Linked DNA regions of Mus musculus: regions 1, 2, 3, 5, 6 and 7 are each linked to region 4. A link is a contact called in public HiCAR-type, HiChIP or PLAC-seq, Micro-C and promoter capture Hi-C data. All regions are on one chromosome and are shown on one strand. The core of a region is the stretch at or near the end of the contact, and the rest is flanking DNA. Distances in the headings are between cores, read along the strand shown.

Evidence for each region. Promoter capture Hi-C pulls out the DNA fragments that hold promoters and counts their contacts. Hi-C and Micro-C count contacts between places; a contact is called where the count stands out from the background. HiCAR-type assays count read pairs that join an accessible place to other places. HiChIP or PLAC-seq counts read pairs in DNA pulled down with a chosen protein or histone mark. Capture Hi-C pulls out chosen DNA fragments and counts their contacts.
Region 1: an H3K27ac HiChIP or PLAC-seq map of embryonic stem cells shows a contact between it and region 4, with 5 times the contacts expected there. The contact joins the promoter of Tmprss5 here to the promoter of Ncam1 in region 4. A contact is called at or near these places in 2 of 39 promoter capture datasets (embryonic stem cells and hippocampal neurons) and 1 of 115 datasets of contacts at active chromatin or transcription factors (embryonic stem cells).
Region 2: a promoter capture Hi-C map of hippocampal neurons shows a contact between it and region 4, with 3 times the contacts expected there. The contact joins the promoter of Il18 here to the promoter of Ncam1 in region 4. A contact is called at or near these places in 4 of 39 promoter capture datasets (the 3T3-L1 cell line, cranial neural crest, frontonasal cranial neural crest and 1 more) and 3 of 115 datasets of contacts at active chromatin or transcription factors (astrocytes, craniofacial prominence and embryonic forebrain).
Region 3: a Micro-C map of embryonic stem cells shows a contact between it and region 4, with 9 times the contacts expected there. The contact joins the promoter of Zw10 here to the promoter of Ncam1 in region 4. A contact is called at or near these places in 2 of 39 promoter capture datasets (hippocampal neurons and stem cell-derived epiblast-like cells), 1 of 484 Hi-C or Micro-C datasets (embryonic stem cells) and 5 of 115 datasets of contacts at active chromatin or transcription factors (astrocytes, embryonic forebrain, embryonic stem cells and 2 more).
Region 5: a promoter capture Hi-C map of pancreatic islet shows a contact between it and region 4. The contact joins the promoter of Timm8b here to the promoter of Ncam1 in region 4. A contact is called at or near these places in 2 of 39 promoter capture datasets (embryonic stem cells and hippocampal neurons), 2 of 115 datasets of contacts at active chromatin or transcription factors (astrocytes and differentiating embryonic stem cells) and 1 of 9 other capture datasets (pancreatic islet).
Region 6: a HiCAR-type map of astrocytes shows a contact between it and region 4, with 2.4 times the contacts expected there. The contact joins the promoter of Usp28 here to the promoter of Ncam1 in region 4.
Region 7: a Micro-C map of embryonic stem cells shows a contact between it and region 4, with 5 times the contacts expected there. The contact joins the promoter of Plet1 here to the promoter of Ncam1 in region 4. A contact is called at or near these places in 3 of 39 promoter capture datasets (the 3T3-L1 cell line, embryonic stem cells and hippocampal neurons), 1 of 484 Hi-C or Micro-C datasets (embryonic stem cells) and 4 of 115 datasets of contacts at active chromatin or transcription factors (astrocytes, embryonic hindbrain, embryonic midbrain and 1 more).

What each region holds. Positions count from the first base shown.
Region 1 is chr9:49,101,367-49,104,066 of GRCm38.p6, forward strand. It overlaps Tmprss5 (transmembrane protease, serine 5 (spinesin)), which reads left to right and starts at 1,362. Exons shown (of 13, transcript NM_001359460.1): 1 at 1,362-1,457. The coding sequence starts at 1,455.
Region 2 is chr9:50,553,389-50,556,088 of GRCm38.p6, forward strand. Il18 (interleukin 18) reads left to right here and starts at 1,312. Exons shown (of 7, transcript NM_001357221.1): 1 at 1,312-1,589. Bco2 (beta-carotene oxygenase 2) reads right to left here and starts at 1,750. Exons shown (of 12, transcript NM_133217.3): 1 at 1,633-1,750.
Region 3 is chr9:49,054,287-49,056,986 of GRCm38.p6, forward strand. Zw10 (zw10 kinetochore protein) reads left to right here and starts at 1,295. Exons shown (of 16, transcript NM_012039.2): 1 at 1,295-1,501. The coding sequence starts at 1,397.
Region 4 is chr9:49,797,804-49,800,503 of GRCm38.p6, forward strand. It overlaps Ncam1 (neural cell adhesion molecule 1), which reads right to left and starts at 1,266. Exons shown (of 19, transcript NM_001113204.1): 1 at 875-1,266. The coding sequence starts at 926.
Region 5 is chr9:50,602,459-50,605,158 of GRCm38.p6, forward strand. It overlaps Timm8b (translocase of inner mitochondrial membrane 8B), which reads left to right and starts at 1,443. Exons shown (of 2, transcript NM_013897.2): 1 at 1,443-1,581; 2 at 2,475-2,700. The coding sequence starts at 1,498. The coding sequence ends at 2,642. It overlaps Sdhd (succinate dehydrogenase complex, subunit D, integral membrane protein), which reads right to left and starts at 1,391. Exons shown (of 4, transcript NM_025848.3): 1 at 1,280-1,391. The coding sequence starts at 1,331.
Region 6 is chr9:48,984,124-48,986,823 of GRCm38.p6, forward strand. Usp28 (ubiquitin specific peptidase 28) reads left to right here and starts at 1,262. Exons shown (of 25, transcript NM_001359739.1): 1 at 1,262-1,414. The coding sequence starts at 1,358. Gm51673 (a long non-coding RNA gene) reads right to left here and starts at 1,006. Exons shown (of 3, transcript XR_003948157.1): 1 at 705-1,006; 2 at 293-381.
Region 7 is chr9:50,493,151-50,495,850 of GRCm38.p6, forward strand. It overlaps Plet1 (placenta expressed transcript 1), which reads left to right and starts at 1,375. Exons shown (of 4, transcript NM_029639.2): 1 at 1,375-1,596. The coding sequence starts at 1,413. The region is part of intron 2 of Plet1os (placenta expressed transcript 1, opposite strand); the gene reads right to left.

The DNA.
Region 1 (2,700 bases), core at 112-2,611, 700 kb before region 4:
GCCTGTGTAGCACCTGCATACACATAGCATTTACTTATACAGACACGTATGTGGGCATAAACCTTAAAAAGAATACAGTTAGCTAGCTTCTTTCTCGAATATTCATTCTAAGTTTTGAGCCACTCAAAATAGCCTTTAGCTTGCTGTAAAGTTAAAAGCAAGAGTAATAAACACAGCTAAGTTCTACTGCCTTGGCTGGCTCAAGGAAATGGAACACAGGCTCAGATCACCCTGGGGAGAATGTTGTCTTCATGATTGCGTCAATCAATGCATCGGCAAAGGCTCAGGAATATCAGTGATTTCTTCTTTTCCCAGTCTACCAACCAGCTTCAGCAGTCCTTGTAAGATGTACTATGCTATCTTTTCTCTGAACTCCAGCTTCATTTGTTCCTTGAGCGTTCCTTTTTGGCCTTCTTTTAGTTGACTGGGGAAGGTGCTCTAGGGTAGATGTCCCTAACCTTGGGTCATCTACCATAAGAACCATCTCTTCCCTTCAGTTCTCTGGCCACCATAATATCAGTAATCTAAGCGAGTGATACTAGAGAAAGAGTTCTATATTCAGCATCTCATTTGGTTTGAACCTCAACACTGTGAGGTGAGTATTACGACTCTCCTTTCACAGGGAGGCTGAGTGGGAGAACTGTATTCTGGAGAGATTTGACTCTAAAGCCTGTGCTATCGAATTGATGCATCAGAGGGATCCATGAACGGCAGACTGGAGGAGAGCACCCCACTCTAGTGCCTGCTTCCCTGGTGCCCCTTGGCTTCTCCTTTTAAGAGACATGGCTCCAGGTGTGTCCTGATCCAGCCCGGGATCGGCTGCATTATCTTGAACACTGAAACAAGATCGCACCAATGGCTACTGGATCCCAGGGGTGAACTGGGTGAGGTGGCCTCACTTCCTAGCAATCAGGAGAAAGGTGCACCATGGATACCTCATGGTCATTGTCAGCTCTAACATGGTGACAGCCTGAGACTGCTGGGAAGCTTCCATAGAACTCAGAGACATTTCCACACATGCTAATATCTATCACTCTTTAATGCAGCCCTGTCAGCAAGAAGGGGAACTGTGCTAGTATATACAGGAGACACATTTTTTGGCACAAGAGACCTGGTTGCTAAGCAACAGTAGCCTGCCCCACCTCCCTATTTTCTGTTTCCAAGCTTCCAGTTAGCAGATAGCAGGGGCTGGGGCTGCCAGGCCCAGCCCAGCCCTTGCACTGATCCTCTACAACAAGGGGGCCTATTCATGGGCCCTGAGCATAGTTCATTGTCTCTCTGGTGCGTGTCTATGTGTGTAGGGGTGGGAGACAAGGGGAGGGGCTATGTGTGAACCAGGAAGACTTCATCCTCCAACCACACTGGCTGGGCTGTTGAATCAATCCTGACATGAGGACAGGAGCCTCACCCTGCCCAGCAGAACTTACTGCCTTATATCAGTGCAGCTGACTCATATGGTAAGGTGACGCCCCTGCCATCCCTCCAGTCCTGCTCACCCTCTACCCTGTGGGATGCAAGGTTGTTAGAAGAGCCTCTTCTGGCAGCTCTGGGATAGGAATTGCATCCTAGCATGAGCTATGAAGCTATGAAGTTTTCTCCAGAGGATGCCTTTCTCTTGCCATCGCTACTCTGGGCTGATAAAGCAGTTTACACATGGCTGTACTGAGCAAAGCATTAAAATGGACTCCTACTTAGTATAGCAAAGAGATGTCTTTCCATCGGAGGCCTGAGTTTTCAGGCTATAGCATGAGTTTGGGCAGGTTGTATTTTGAGGCGGGGCAGTGCATGAGACAAGGTGATTAGGTGAGAGGCTGGGCTTGAAGTCTAATGTCTTGGATATTAAGACAAGAGGGAAGCCTGTGTGTGTGTAGAAAGTGCTACCTATCTTGATTCTTCTCTTCCTTTCCTTCCTTGGTTCTTTGGTTCCTTGGTTCCTTGGTTCCTTGGTTCCTTGGTTCCTTGGTTCCTTGGTTCCTTCCTTCCTTCCTTCCTTCCTTCCTTCCTTCCTTCCTTCCTTCCTTCCTTCCTTTCTTTCTTTCTTTCTTTCTTTCTTTCTTTCTTTCTTTCTTTCTTTCTTTCTTTCTTTCTTTCTTTCTCTCTTTCCCTCTTTCTCTCTTTCTCTCTTTCTCTCTTTCTCTCTTTCTCTCTTTCTCTCTCTTTTTCTGGAGACAGCATCTCTTATTGGTTTCTTATTGGTTTGGCTAGGCTAGCTGGCCATCAAGCCCCAGAGATCTAGAATTAATATCAAGTGCTACCAGGCCCTGGGTTTACATAGGTTCTACAGATAGAATTTAAGCTCTCATGATTTCATGGAAGCCCTTTACGGAACTATCTTTTTATGGAGCTGTTTTCTGGACCTTTTCCTTTCCTTTCCTTTCCTTTCCTTTCCTTTCCTTTCCTTTCCTTTCCTTTCCTTTCCTTTCCTTTCCTTTCCTTTCCTTTCCTTTCCTTTCCTTCCCTTCCCTTCCCTTCCCTTCCCTTCCCTTCCCTTCCCTTCCCTTCCCTCTCCTTTTCTTTTTCCCTCCCTCCCTTCCTTTCTTTCCTTCTTTTTTAAAGATTTATTTATTTGTGTGTATGAGTGCTCTATTTGCATGCATGCCTACATGACAAAAGAGGGCATCAGACCCCATTACAGATGGTTGTGAGCCACCATGTGGTTGCTGGAAATTGAACTCAGGACCTTTGAATGAGCAGCCAGTT
Region 2 (2,700 bases), core at 62-2,561, 760 kb after region 4:
TCAAAGTATAACCTTGGACCTTTACCCTTTAATTTCAACGTTGGCCCTTAGTAATCTCATCTTGATTCGTAAGTTCTCCAGTTATGTCTTCGACCCGACTCTCAACTCTTTATCTCCTCTTCTGAATCAGCTCTTCCACCAGCAAACATCTCGCTTCAGTCTCTCTGTGGGCACTGAATTCATTTTGCTCACTCTCCTTACAGCACAGTTCTTCTGACCCCAGTGGCACAGGCCAGTAGGGGAAATTTGAAAAAAAGATGACTCTGTGGCTTACATATAAATTCCCCAGGCTCAAAATTCTGCACGGGTAACTCTGTCTTCATCAGTCTCTCTCCTGGGACTACAGATTTTTTCCTATCCGAAGCCCATCTTCCTCAGCCCTGGTACCTCAACTTCTCCTTCCTATGTGTCACTTCCTGCTGCCTAACTCAGGCCCTTGACTCTTTCTTGGCAGCCTCTCAGTTGAAGTCTGGAAAGAGAAACTTAGTGAGATGAGTTCCTGGAGCCACTGGACCATCTTAAGGGTTAGAGACCTCAGACAATTGCCTCCAGCTCTCATCAGGTCTAGAGATTCTAATTTATCTGGATGAGCGGGGAAGATGCTTTTCCACCAGTGCAATAATGTGAATATTAAATCTCCTACATGTAAATCTGGCTGCATCATTCATTCCTCCATGTGAATTCCATCCATTCAATCACAAATCACTTGTAATTGTTGAAACTACCTGAGCAGGCGAGGCACTTAAAGACCTCGTATGGCCCTCAGCCCACCCTAGCTGTTCACTCCAGCCTAGCTGGATTGCTCCCTAGTCTCATGACCATTCTATTCTCTTCACTTAGGATATTTCTCATCTCCTTCAGATGAAACTTGCATATGCAACTCAACCTTCAAGTTCCAATTTCTGGGTCACCTGCTTCTTAAGCACCGAATTCCCATTTCCTCGCTACAACTTCGGAGAGCTTTCTGGTGGCCCTTATCTTGCTGTCCTGTGTGATAAAAGGCCAGTGCACTTTACAACCTCTCCTGGCAGTATTCTTTGAATACAAAGTCTAGCTATACCTCCCCACTCCTAGCACCTAGCATGCTGCCTTACATACAATACAGCATACTATATAAGTTACTATGGTTAAATAACTTTATAATTAACTGTGCATATTGTTGCCATTTCTGGCAGTTCTATAATTAACCAATCACTGAAAATAAATCCTTGAAGTAGTAACTATAATAGAAAGCTACAGAACAAAAACCACAGGGTTTGAGACAGTTCCCCAGAATGCAAATAGGAGAACCAAACATTTGCATCCGAATACAAAGCAGTGGTTTTCAGCTGGGAAAACTCAGGATAGAGAAAAACCCTTTGAGGCATCCAGGACAAATCAGATCTCTGGGCTGAATCCTGCCCCAGTGCGTCACATTAGCTGACTGAACACTGGCTGTTCCCACAACGATGAGTACACCAATCCTGTGGTTGGTAAAACAAGCTTGCTTTCACTTCTCCCCTGTGGTGTGCTGCCTGCATCACACAAAGAGGCTTTGGAAGCCTGCTATAATCCTCAGGCCCCGGGCGCAGCAGTCCAACTGCAGACTGGTAAGTGGCCCAGGAAAGGAACGGGTAGAGGGGAGTCCCCTACCTGGGCGATGGTACACTGCCACAGGAAGAACCCTGCGGTGTCAAGAAGGCTGCTGAGGAAACGCAGAAACAGTTGAGAAATAGTATTTAACTCAGTTCTTAACTCAGGTCTTGAGATTTCTGAATCTGCAGCCACTGGCCTGATTAAGTAAATAATGAGCCTGGGTTGTCCCTGGCTCTGAGATCAAATGGGACTGGAGGGGAGGGAAAAGGAGAGGCGGGGCTCAAAACACTAACTTAGTCTCAGTTCTATGGCAAGTGTCCTAACCAACTCTAACCTTTGACATTAAAATTGGACCAATAATAGCCTCCCTCCTTAACCATTCCTTATTGGAATTTGCCCCCACCTGCCGCTAAGTCCATGGAACCAGATTCAGGGGTTCATTGTACAACTTCTCTCCTCTGAAATGATTCAGACAGAATGAAGTTTCAATTTAGACTGGCAGGCAATAGCTCACCCTTTTCCCTTTCCTCTCATCCCTTTTCTTTTACATTCATTAGGTGTTTGGGGTGGGAGGGGCGTTGTTTTTGGTTTAGTTTGCGTTGAGCTGGGTTTTCAAGACAGGGTCTTTCTGTATAGTCCTGGCTGTCTAGGAGCTCACTCTGTAGACCAGGCTGATCTCGAACTCACAGAGATCCACATGCCTCTGCCTCCTGAGTGCTGAAATTAAAGGTGATATTCATTAGTTTTATGAAAAGCATTCTCTCACAATAAAGCACAGACAGGAGACCATAAATACATATCACAGTACATAATTTTATTATTTTAACAAGTATCTTTGAGAACCTAAATAACAAACACTGCTTGGAAGCAAAAATAACAAAAAATGAGATTCAGCACCCCATTATTTTGTTATTGTTTTTTCTTTTCTTTTAATTCTAGCAATCTATGCAGAGCAGCTGGAATTCTCTGAGAGCTTAAGGACAGCCTGGCCTACAGAGTGAGTTCTAGGCCATCCAGGGTTTCATAGGTCCTGCCTCAAACAAACATGTAACTTGATGGAATGAAAATTTACAAGTTTACAAGCATCCAGGTAAAAAGATACTGCCTAATTTAAAAATACAAATT
Region 3 (2,700 bases), core at 45-2,544, 740 kb before region 4:
GAAGGATGCTGGAGACAGATAACATCTGTTCTAAATCCCTACTGATTGAATTACCTGTATCTGCACCCTTGTCTCTGTTAATTTTATACTTTATGGTATTGCTGCACTAATGGCATTCCATTTGGCTATGTAAAACACTTGCTTGCTCTGCTGGTCAAGTAACAAAAAGTGTATAAAGGGGACAAGGATGCTCTTACAGCACGCATCCCTCTCCTACAAAGAGTGTCACGTTGGTAATAATGCCCAGTGGCTGTCTTTCAGGTCAGCCTGTTTTGCAAAGTGAACGAGTGATCTCATCTTCGCGGAACACTCTTTTGACCTTCAACAATGAAATAGTTCTAAAAAGCTATGGCTAGCTGGACATAGTGGAATAAGTGTATAATTCCTGTATACAGGAGGCTGAGGCAGGAAGATAGCTATGAATTTGATGCCTTCCAGGGCTACAGAAACCACGTCTCAAAACAGAGCCAAAAAAATCACTGAAAACTTTAAAATTAAACAACGATAAAAAGCCTTTGGTGAAATTTATTTGTAATCTCTGATAGGAAGTGATAAGAATCTTGTTCTAGGGGATTGCCCGGTGGCTAGAAGCACTCGTTGCCCTTACTCAGGACCAGGACTCAATTCCCAGCATCCACATGGTGGCTCATGTCATCTGTAAGTCCAGTTTCAGGGACTGGACTTACTTGCCTGCTTCTGACTTCCATGGACACAGCCAAAACATTCATACGTATCTTAGAAAGAAGGTTTTATAAAAGAATGTCTGTAGCACTTACAGGACCGTTACACTAAGTATAAATTTGTACCATATCCATGTATCAATATACTTAATATGAGGCACTATTAACAAACACTATTAGAAAGGTGCAATTGTGGGGATCCTTTCACTTATGTCACTCTCTCGCACAATTCCAGAGGGCAAAATTCGGGTAGACTTAGCTGCTGAGCCCAATGAATGAATAACAAAAAAGATCGAGATGATTCTGTAAGTATCGAGCTAGATAATCTCACAGGAAAACCTGAGATTACTGAGTATAGGGAGGGCCATAAAGGATTATTACCTGAAACATTCCGCAGTTTCTAGCGAAACCAACCCAACCCTACCCAAAATACAAGAAGAAAAAAACCGGCGGGAACAGACTGGCGTTTGAAAACCTGTAGGGAGCAGATGACGCCTGCGCACTTTGGTGCCTTCTAGACGCCACTGAAACAGCGGACGCCTGACGGCGCGAGGCCTCCTGGGAACTGTAGTGTGACCCTCTCCTGTGCGCGAGCGCCGGACCCCGTAGAACTCAGTTTCCCGGCAGGCCCTGCGGTGAGGCCGCTGGCGGGACCGGAGCTGCGGCGCTGGCAGCGGGGTTGACCTATCCTGTTTGTGTGGGTACGCTTCGTGGCGATGGCCTCTTTCGTGACAGAAGTCTTGGCCCACTCGGGGAGCCTGGAGAAGGAGGATCTGGGCACCAGGATCAGCCGCCTGACCCGGCGGGTGGAGGAGATCAAGGTGAGGGCGGGCCACAGGCTGCTGCCGCTGGGGAGAGCCGGGTGCGGAGCCTCCTGAGTTGGAGGCTCAGAAGTGTTGGGGGGCTGTTTGGAGCACGGCCGCAGAGCGGTTGGAGACCAGGGCCTGGGATTGTGAGGAGGAAAGGCCGTGGCTGTTTAGTGGTGGGGAGTGGGGCCAAGTTGGGCAAAAGTGAGCCGCTGATGGAGAAGACTGAAGAAACCTGCGGAGCCGGAGGTGGGACTGGAAGCCCGGATGTCCACTTAGGACAGGACAGCCGCCCTATCTGTCATCTCTACCCACTCCTTCATTTATGGATGGATGTAATAATTCTAGGAAAGTCGCGTCGTTCTCCTCGGATTTTCTTTTAACTGGTTGAATATGTTTATAAAAGTATTACTTCACGCACGGAACTTGAGGCATGCTGAGGGCTGATGAGCTGGTACCGGCATGAATATGCAACTCACAGCCATAGTTTTACTTCGTATTAGTGCTACCTGGCAAGCCAGGTCTTCAGTGGCTTTCTTTGAAAATGACGTGTACCTCACTAAGTCTGGACTTGGTAGGCGCTACCTAACAACTTTCTTCTTCTTCTTTTTTTCTTTCTTTCTTTTCTTTTCTTTTTTTTTTCCTAGACAGGGTTTCTCCGTGTAATAGCCCTCGTTGTCCTGGATTCAAGCTTTGTAGAACTGGCTGGTGTCGAACTCACAGAAATTCGCCTGCCTCTGCCTCCCGAGTGCTGAAATGGAAGGTCTCCACCATCCCACCCGCTCCTAACAATTTTTGATGTTAGAGTTCTTAATTTTATGTATTCATGCCACTGGCATTTCTGTAGTGTGGCTTACGGTTTTTTGTTTTTTAATGATCTAGGATGAGGACATTGCACTAGTATTTGTTTCATACATAAGTTTGAATCTTCAGTCAACTGAGAACTACTTTCTGTGCCTCAAGCAGGCATAGTCCTTGCACCTCCAGCTTTTTACCACTTTAAATGTATTTCTACACACACACACACACACACACATACACACACACACACCTCTTCCATCTCAGTTGTAGCCTCCTGCATAAAACAAATGCCTGACTTTTCTCCTGAGTCTTCTCTTTTGTACTGGGATGCTTTGTAACTGCTGAAGTATTACACTTCAGCCCCGTTTTTTGGCCAGTTTGGAGAATAGTATCTTTCCTACATAAAAGGAATT
Region 4 (2,700 bases), core at 16-2,515:
GAAGAGGTGTCTTGGGCAGCTGGCTACCTGCCATTCTTCGCTGGCACCGTGCAACCCTAGGCTCTCGGTGCGTGTAAAGGCACACGCGCGCACACGCGCGCGCACACACACACAACCAGGCAGCCCCGATCACGCCCTCCTCACCCTCCGCCCCTCTGCACTTCCTCCTGTCAAAACGCGGCGCTGGACCCTCCCATCCCTCCGTGCTCCCGGCCGAGGGCAGGTTTTGCAACTACCCAGCAATTTGGCAAATGAAAAACTAACGTCATTTGCACGGGGGTGCAGGAACGACCACAGGGCCCTGCGGTGCTGCCGGTGGTTGCCCCATTTTGCAAACCGTTATTCGGGGCGGGGAAGACGGGGGAGTAAGCGAAGGCTGCAAGCCTCACTTTACCCCAGCCCGGGACATAACGGTGGGGGTAAAACTGCCCCAGCCTTATTGTTCACTCTTCTCGAAGCTTGACAAACACCTCTAGGTGAAAGATGAGCCTGGGGGGCGACACCACCCGAGCCACGCATCCGCCACCCGCCTTCGGGGAAGGGGAAAGCAGCGCTGCCCATCACGGCAGCATCCCGGTCCCCATACCCCTGTCCCACCTCCGCGGGCACACAAGTGGGAAGGGCGTGCGCGGCCGCCACTGAGCGGGGAGGCAGCCGCGTCCAGCGCCGTCCCGGAGGGCACGGGTTTGGCTGGCCAAGCAAGGACGATACGATGCGCTCCCTTCTCAGCTCAGTGAAAATGCTGTCTTTGCTTTACACACAAAACCAGCCAAAAGAACCGGGCTTCTCGGGGATAGGGAGAGAAGACAGGGGCAAGCGGACAATTAACAGACCCGATGTAGATTTTTTTTAATTAAATTAAATTAAAATGTACCTGCAGTTCCCAGGAAAAACAAAGTCCAGATGAGATCCTTAGTTCGCAGCATTGTAAACTGCCGGCTGGGAGGGATGTTCTGGCCGCGGTAAATTCAGTGCCTTCCCCTTGCAAGCGACTGTGGACGGCGGCGGAGCAATGGACCGAGGAGCAGACAATTGCCAGGCTGGGTATGATTATTTTTGCAGAATTGTTTCTTGCCAGCCACTGCCGAGCTGCGTTCACGCGCTGAGCGGAGAATGAGTGACAGTCCCAGCCTCAGCACACTCGCAACTCGGAGATCCCTGCGCTGGCCCGGGTTGGCTTTGATGGAACTGGGGATGCGAGCGACGGGCGGGGGGCGGAGGTGAGAGCCTCACTGTGTCCTTCCACCACGCCGACCACAAATAGTTCCTAACATCCAGGAGGTAAGAGACAGGGGAGGCAGATGCGGCTGCCTGTAAAACGCGGCCTGGAGTTACCAAGGGAGCCGGGCTCTTTCACAGGGAACCTTCCAGGCAGAGCTGGGATTTCTTTTCACCCTTTTCCTTCATTCACGTCTTTGGAGATCATTCTGCCCTCCGGCGTTCCTTAATCAGGAATTTGAACGTTTTTAATAATTAGGGGGAAAAAGAATTTTAGATTCGGTTCGATTTTCAAAGTTGTGGACACCCCCCCCTCCAGTTTAGTTACTAAAGTCCTTGCAATAAAAAGCATATGGCTGCTTCTGCTTCTTCTTCTTCTCCTTCTTCTCCTTCTTCTCCTTCTTCTCCTTCTTCTCCTTCTTTTCCTTCTTTTCCTTCTTTTCCTTCTCCTCCTCCTCCTCCTCCTCCTCCTCCTCCTCCTCCTCCTCCTCCTTCTCCTTCTTTTCCTCTTCCTCCTAAGAGAAGGAAATTGGAAATTTGGAGAGAGCTGAGGGCTGTGGAGGTTTGTTTTGTTGTTTGTTTTCTCCTGGCTATGAAGTTCATCTTCCCACAGAGGGAGCAACTCACAGCAGCACAACTCAGATCTCAGAAGTAGGGGGTGGGGAAGCCAGTCAAAAGAAAATGCAGAGCCATTTATAAGTAATATTCAGGAATAACCAGAAACTGGTATTGGGATCCTCCCTCTCTCTCCCTCCTTTGCCCTGGCTCTTCTGTGTGTATTAAGGCACAGGAGCGACAGCAAGCATCCTCCTTCAGCGGGAGACCTCCACTCTTAAGGCTATGAAAATACAATATGACTGAGATATCAACACAAAGACTTCCATTAATCAAGCAGCCTTGTTTGTTAAAAGAGGGGATGGGAACATAGTGAAATCAACACTCTTTAGCACCTGAGTGGGGCTTGAGTTGTGCAGGAAATACAAGTGAGGGTGCTCCAGAAGTGGCTCTGCTCAGTGAAGCCCTCTGACAGACCAAAGAGCCAGTTCACACACAATCCCAAGCCCTGCAATGTTCTTTAAAGGGCAGACTCCTTGATGCTTTAGCAGTCAGAAAACCCACCTTCTGCTAGCTGACCAGTCACCATCCAGCTCTCCTTTCCTCTGTATAATGTACCCAGTCCTATCACATGCTGCGGGTTCCAAGGATCCATGAGAAGCAGTCTGTCTCCCAGGAATCTTTCATGTTCACTTTTTAAATTTTTGCCTTATGGTGATTATAAACAATTCAAAAATACAGAAAAGTAAAAAGAATATCTCTTTGCCCCAGATTCTAAAGATAGCCCAATTTTTCTAAGTTGTGTATATATATGCATACAAATTTTGTGTGTGTGTTTGAGAGAGAGAGAGAGAGAGAGAGAGAGCGCACATGTGCATGTGAATACAAGATAAAGCTGCCACAACCTGAGAGTTCTGAACCATAAGT
Region 5 (2,700 bases), core at 193-2,692, 800 kb after region 4:
GGTAGTTCCCTCTATAAATCACCAAATCCTACTGACACAGCTCCTTAACACTTCCTGAGACTGCCTTCTTCTCCCTTTCCCTTCCAAGCTCAGGACTTCACCTGCCTGGCTGCCGCAGCGTGCTTATCTCATCTATCTCATCTCCATGACTTGGGTCGGAACCTCCTCTATCTCCACCAAGGTCATCCATCTACTACACTGTTACTAACCTAAGTCTAGGCTGAGGCTGAGGCTTGTATAGTCTGGCAACAGGGCACACGCTCAGCAAGCATGAGATGCTGGGCTCAAAAGGGAAAGATTGTGAGGGCAGGTGGTGCACCCCAGCTACTCTGGAGGCTGAGACAGGACAAGTTCCAGGGCAGCCTAAGCAACAACAGTAACAGCAAAAATAAACCAAGATTGTAAACCTATCAAACCTTTCGATCTTACTCCCAACCTGGGCAACAGAGAGACTGTATTTTCAAAAGAGAATAAAGTAAGTCCTGTGGCTTAGTTCCATTTTGCCTTTCTAGATTACACTTTGACTTTCACAGATATTACTGTATTTGTTCCATTTTATCGCACCCTGTGCATCTTTATAGCCCCTCACTTTGGTTTTTGCTGCTCTCGGTTACTATAGGATGTAATTCCCTGCAGAGCCAAGGCAGGTTAGTCCTTTCAAAGCAAGTACCCCAAACGTTCTCTGCACTCAATAATGTCTACATAACACAACAGGTTTTGCTTTACTTTGCCTGTAGCCCCCACACAAGAAGTTCTTCGAGGGTTGAAACTGTTTAATTCGTGTTTATATACTAGCCTCTTAGGCGCCTGGTATAGGTAAAATGCCTGGTTAAAATGATTATCGAAGCCCTGAGTGAGGGTGCACGGTTTTTATGGCAGCCCTCGGGAGCAGTCACGGGGCTCCCGGCAAGCTCTAGGTTAGTCTTGTCTACATGGCTAGATCGAGGAAGACAGCACTACACAGCAAGCCACTCAGAACAAATTATCAAACGGACTCCTTCCATCCACACTCAAATAGGAGTTTGTTTTCATATTAGCCCGGGGTCACAACCACAGTGCAGAAGCGGAAAGTACGAGCTGGGGACACCAGCCAGCACGTAAACACTTGGGCCTTTAGGCTATAGCGGTCAACGTTGCGTCCGCATAGGTGGTGCCTCGAGGGCACAAGAGCAAGTTCCCTCCTCTCAAGACGTCCCACCACCCAGCGGGCGAGCTCTAACTCCTTCCTCTCCCCTGCTTCAGCCTGCAGCAAGAACCTTTGATGGCCAAGACACCTCACCTCGAGCTCCTTGGCCACTGCAGAGAACGCCCAGCTTTAAGAGAACCGCCATGTCGCTTTCGAGGGCTCAAGGTCACTCTACAACCCGGAAACAGTTATGTAGTAAGTCCCGCCCCGCGTAAAAGAACGGTGAGGCAACCTGAAGCGTGAACCGGAAGGCAGGAGACGGTGCGCTGCCACCGCGCGTGCGCACCCCAGCGAAGCGCCTGACTCCGACAATGGCCGAGCTTGGTGAAGCGGACGAAGCGGAGTTACAACGCCTGGTGGCCGCCGAACAGCAGAAGGCGCAATTCACTGCGCAGGTACGAGGATGAGGAAGGAACAGGGGAAGGAGGGTGAGGCGCAGATCCCGGGCACTCACGGAGCTCTGGACACTGCGGCACAGCGGCCCCACTCGATCCGGGCTGCGCCTCCCGCCCCAGTGATCTACAGTGCTCAGTGCCCGGGAGGCAAGCGCTGCGTGGGAGGAAAGGGTTCGAAAACAGCGGAAAGGTTTGGGCCACAGGAGCATGCGGTTATTAGCTGGTCGCTGGTCGGGAATGGCACTCGGAATCTCTGGGTTCCGACCTTGGAGCACAGGTGCCTGGAGACAAGACACCCGTCCTCACCATGAGATCTGGGTTCGTTGTTGCCCGCTGCCTCTGCATTGGATAATGTGATGATGTATTTGTAAATGGTGATCATTATTAGAGAAAGATGAGCCCTGCAGCTATCAGTGTTGACTCATTTGGTGTGGGACAGCGTATTTCCTACTAGGGTTTTAACCGTTCAATCAAGATAACCTTGGAAGTACTGATAGCTATCAAGAACCGACAGGTTAATGTCCTGACTTCCTCTGATTTAATAGTACTGCTAGTTGCTTTGAGAATTGTGAAAGTATGAATCGTTGGTTTGAAGACAGGGTTTCTCTGTTAGCCTGGCTGTCTTGCAACTCCCTCTGTAGACCAGGCTGGCCTTAACTCTGAGATCCACCTGCCTCTGACTCCCAAGTGCTGGGATTAAAGACCTGCCCCATCATCTCTCTGCAAAAGAATGAGTTCTAATGAGAATTTACTGATCTGGGGCTGTTACTGGTGACAAAGTAAAGAAAGAGTAGTCCTGAAGTGATCCTACAATATGCTATTAAATATCACAGAATGATGAACTAAGATATCTCATACCCTAATGACTAAAAAAGGTTTTTCTCTGCCCTTAGGTGCATCACTTCATGGAACTATGTTGGGATAAGTGTGTGGAGAAGCCAGGAAGTCGGCTAGACTCCCGCACTGAAAACTGCCTCTCTAGCTGTGTGGATCGCTTCATTGACACTACTCTTGCCATCACCGGTCGGTTTGCCCAGATCGTACAGAAAGGAGGGCAGTAGGCCATACCTTAGAATGACAGAAGACCAAAAGACTTGTTACCAAGCAGATTGAATGGCC
Region 6 (2,700 bases), core at 12-2,511, 810 kb before region 4:
CCTGCAACGGCACATGTGGCTTCCCACACACAGGACCTCTGGAAGAGCAGCCAGTGCTTTTTAATGCTCTTAACTACTGAGGCATCTCTCCAGGGCCCTCCCATTCTAATTTTATCAAGTCTAATGGTTCTGTCTTCAGAGAATCCTGACAAGGATGGACCTGATAGACACAGGTCCCAAATTTATTCCACATAGGAGACTAAGGCAGAAGTATAGAAAGTTCAAAGCCAGCCTGGGGAACTTAATGAGATCATCTCAAAGTGTTAAGTTTAACATGGCAGTAAAGACTTACCATCATTTGACCAGGTGGAGGCAGAGGACCAAGAATTTAAGGCCAACCACGGCTACACAGTCTGAGGCAAGTCCAATCCACGTGACATCCTGTTTCAAAAAAAACCCAAACCAATATCACCAACAATAAGAACCCTCTTCCCAAACATTAAAAGGGGTGGTAGGTGGCTTAGTGCATGAGCTAGAGTCAACACAGCTTATTACACACATGGCCTGAAAACGGGAATTTGGAACATGGGGCAACTGTTCAGGATTAAGACACGATGCTGAGCTCTGTGAAGGTCCTGGCCATTCAGTTGTCTTTATACAAACCACTCGAGTCAGTCTACGTTTCTCTTCGCGTCCCCAGATTAGGAAATGGCTAAGAGGTCTGGTGGGAAAATCTGTCAGCAGAAGGAACCCAGCAGCCTTACCAAGCTTATGGGGAGCTGGGGGCAGGCTGGACGCAGATGCAAGGCTCAGCAAGCGCGGGATGGAGTAAAAAAGGAGTCTTGGAAACCCAGAGGCCTCACCGCCCACTTCCTGGGCACCTAAGGCGGAAATAGCAACAGCTGGCGAGGCGACGCTGACCCCTTAGTTTGTGCCCGGCTGCGGTCACGTGGGCCAGAGCACGCGAAGACGCCCCGCCTCCGGCTCACGCAAACCAGGGGCGGGCGCGTGGGTGACGCCTCTGGCGCACGCTGCGGGCGTGAGCAGAGTGTATGGGCGGGGCCACCGGGGCTCTAAATTGGCGTGGGCGGAGCCTTGGGAGAGGGAACCTCGGCTGTGTGGGTGGGGCATGTAGGCGGGGTCTCCGGCGCAAGCCGCAAGATGGGTGGGAGTCGGCTGGCGGGGGTGGGGCATCCAGCGAACGCCGTGGGAGGAGCCTCTGCCGCGTGCTGTGGGTGGGGAGTGTTGGGAGCGGGCTGGCGTGGGCGGGGCTTCCATCGCGCGCCGCGGGCGGGGGCGGGACGTGTGGGCGGTGCCTCCCGGTGCTCCCGGGCTTCGGGGGCGGTGGTGGTGGCGGTGGCGACCGCGGCGAAGACGACAACGAGAGTGGGGCTACACGCGGAGGGACACCACGGCCATGACTGCGGAGCTGCAGCAGGACGACTCGGCGGGGGCGGCGGACGGCCATGGCTCGGTGAGCGGCGGGTGAGGGTAGCGGGGCCCGGGTTCCGGCTGAGAGGGGCGCGGCGGGCCAAGCGGGCGAGGGCCGACAGAGGCCGGGGCCTGCGGGCTAGGGCGAGAGCAACCCGGTCTTCCCGGGACTTTGCGAGGCTGGGTCCGCGAGCCTGTGTGAGGTTGCCTGGGTGTATAAGCCAGCTAAGGTTCCGAGCGGGATTGTGGGACCCGGTGCTAGGGACCCTAACGGGAGGGGTTGCACGTGAGATCGTAGGCAGCGAGGTCACCCCGAAGTGTGCACCGGGCCCGACCCAGCAGCTAAAAACTTCCCAAAAGCACGGCCACGGTGCCTTGTTCTGACTCTCAAATCAGTTTTATGGCAGTGGCTTCTCTGAGGCTAACGCAGACTTAAGTTATCTCACTTAAAGCCGGCGTTTATCAACAAAGTGCAAAAAAGACCCGGAGCCCCACTCCTCCCTTTTCCCGCCCCGCTTTTCATTCAGTTCTTTTTTTCCCTCGGAAACAAATCAGCTTCCCGAATTATCTCATTGATCACTGTAGGTTTTGAAGGAGGGGAGAGAAAAGCACAATGAATAGAAGGCACTTTACTATGTTCCTAGTAATATAAAAAGGTTGAAAAATATTACAAGGCTCTTAGGGCTTAGATGGTGGGCCTTTAGTAACACTGATTTGGAAAAAAAATCAAAAGGCTCATAATGTCTTTTAAAGAAACTTGGGAAGTGGGCAATTTGAGACTGTCATCCAGTTTTACTTTGGAATGTTATAACGTAACACAACATCCTCGTCCCTCAAGAACTGCACTTTTTAAATGACAAAATGGAAAACCTATACCAAGGATTCAAATACCGAGTTTGCAGTCGAGAAAATTTATAAAATATTTAGAATAAAAATTTGAGATACTGCTAAGAAAAACTCTATAATTAAATTCTATAATTAATGTCTTCTATAGTTAAATTTTAATAATTTGAGGTGCTGAGGATCAAGCCTAGGGCCTATCGCATGAGATAATCAAGCACTACACCCCCAGACTACAAGTTTAAAACATAGCAGGCTCTTTAAAATTCATGTAGAAAAAGATATCTCTAAGTCTTGGCCTGTAAAATGAAAGTAGGTGGATTTTTTTTTTTTTTTTTTTTTGGCGATCAGATAAAAATTGTTTATTACTCAACAGTGTCTTTTGGACATTGGGTCTGTATTTTTCTCTGTTTTCCTCCCCACAAGTCTACTTGTGTTGGGGACAGTGACTTATAAACAGGTGGTGAGATTTGGTTTTGAGACAGTCAT
Region 7 (2,700 bases), core at 125-2,624, 700 kb after region 4:
AGTTTCAGGAACAATGTGGACCTAAATGTTTCTTTCCAAATAAATACATAAAACTGTAGGTGCTGCAAATGTGTCTCCATCGGTAAAACCTGCCTAGCTTTTAGGAAGTTCTGGATTCAGTCACCAGTGCCGGTTTCAACTGGTTGTGATGGTGCACGTTGTAATCCCAAACGTTGGGATGTTGAAGCTGGAGGAACAGAAGTTCAAGGTCACAGCTATGACTCAGTGGTTAAGAGCTAAACTGCCCTTGTAGAGGACAGGCGGACCATTCTCAGAACCATCCATAAATGCTGATAACTCCAGTTCTAGGAGATCTGGTGCCTCTGGACTTCCAGGGCAACTGCTCTCCAATGCAGATGCCACACCCACCCACACAAACGTGGAGTAAAGAAATAAAATACATCTTGAGTGTGGTTGTACACACCTTTAATCCCAGCATTCGGGAAGCAGAGCTGCATGGCAAGTTTCAGGCCAGCCAAGGCTACATAGTGAGAACCTGTCTCAAAAATTAAATTATACATATATATATATGTGCGTGTGTGCGTGTGTATGTGTGAATTCAAGGTTCTACGAATGTACAGAGAACTAACTCAAGGCAAGCATGGAGTGCATTGGACCCTCTGTCTAAAGAATAAATAAGTAAGGCACGTGTCTAGGCTGTGACTGAAGACATTTACCAATATACCTAACAGCCTGAGTTCAATCCTAAAGGCCCCATGTAATGGAAGGAAAGAAAGGACTCCTGAAAGTAGTTGTTCTCTGACCTCCTGCTGCACACACACACACACACACACACACAGTGGCCTCTGCAACCTCCTCCTATCTCCCTGACCCACACACAAAATCAACAAATGTAATTTAAAAATAGGTAAATAAATTTCCAGTCTTTCCAGCTCTAGGCTAGTCATGAGATGAGGAGGAAACTGGAGTCACATCAGAAACAGCTCTGCAATGTTCTGAGATAAAAAGGGCACCCAAGCCTGAGTTTCTGACAGAGGAAAGCACGCCTTCCAAGCAGACCACCTACGTGGTAATTACTCAACTGTGGACTTCCACTTATTTAGGACTTCCACTTATTTAGGGCGTGTTTAGCACTCCTCACCAGCCTTTCCCACTTCTTCAGATAGCAGGTGCTGAGACGGGGGTCCGTGTCAAATAATTTGGCCAGAACTCTTCTTGAGCAAAACTGGAATTGGTAGAGGATCGTTGGTCACAAAAGTGGAGGCTGGGTGATTCATCCAGGTAATGTCTTGAGCCAAATTCCAGAAGGCAATGTTTTCAGGAGGGAGGGAGGGAGGGTGATTTGCATGCATGACCTCACCCAGAAGCTCCAGCCCCAGAGCATATAAACAGGAGCCTGTCACACCTAGTCTTACTACTGCCAGGCCCTGCAACCCAAACAGCCCGGGACCATGCTGTCGCTCCGCTCCTTGCTTCCACACCTGGGACTGTTCCTGTGCCTGGCTCTGCACTTATCCCCCTCCCTCTCTGCCAGTGATAATGGGTCCTGCGTGGTCCTTGATAACATCTACACCTCCGACATCTTGGAAATCAGCACTATGGCTAACGTCTCTGGTGGGGATGTAACCTATACAGGTATGTCAAAGGCGCTCATTCTGTTGCCCCTTTGTTCTCGGTGGAGCTTGAATCAGACTTTCCTACGGTCCGTATGTGTGTGTGGACAGGATGGAAAGTGGGGAGTGGTGACTGATAGGTGGCAGCGTGGACCCGGAGGACTTTTTCTCTAGTTTCCTGTCCGTAACTGAATCGCAGGTGGGGTAAACTGAGCCCCAGGCAGATCACACCCTGGCAACATAAGGCTGTGTTAAGCGGACATTGTTTATTTTTGAGGGAATTCTTGCAGTCTACTGTCCTTTTACAGCCACTTGACAGAATGACTGTACCCTGCGGGACGCCAGGAAGGATAACTTGAGCTTAGTGTATGGGAAAAGCCAAGTTAAACTAGAGGAAGATATCAGTAGCCCGCCTTGTATGTGAGGGGCCTGAAAGGCAGAGGTGTTGCCTGACTTGATGGAGACCCCTTGCCAGCAAGGAGTAGAAGATCTTTGAGTCCTGGTTGTTCAATCTTAATCTAATGGTTTTTTTCTTAGAAGTATCTGGAAAGTATTTCATAACTTTCCCTTATGGGATTCAACAAACCTACAAGTTAAAAACACGCTTTCTAATTAGTCAAACCTGTTAGTCAAGAAATATGCTTTCCTACCAAGCTTCATATATCTATTTGGTTTTTTTTTAAAGCAACTTCAGTTGATTTTTAAATTTTTTTTATTATTATAAGTGTGTACACCCTTATGGTGTGTGCATGTGTGTGCACACAGTCATGCGCATGACCCCTCACTCTTGCGCAGGCCGGAAGGAGTTGTGGAGTTGCTGCTCTCCTTCCACGAGCATGTGGGTCTGAGACTCACCAGGTTTCCATAGCAAGTGCCTTTACTCTCTCACCTGCCCACCCCACCTCCCCCACAGCCACCTGCTTGCTCCAGATAGAGTGCTGTGGGAACAGAGGCACTCTATGTACATCTGCATTATAATGCTAACATGACTTACATCTAAGGGGGAAATGCCATTATTAACCTCCATTATCCAGGGGAGAAAGAAGGCATACAGAAGTAAAGTTTTTACCCAAGGTCACTAGAACGCAACAGAATTAATATTTGAACCTAAGGAACTTAGCCAAAA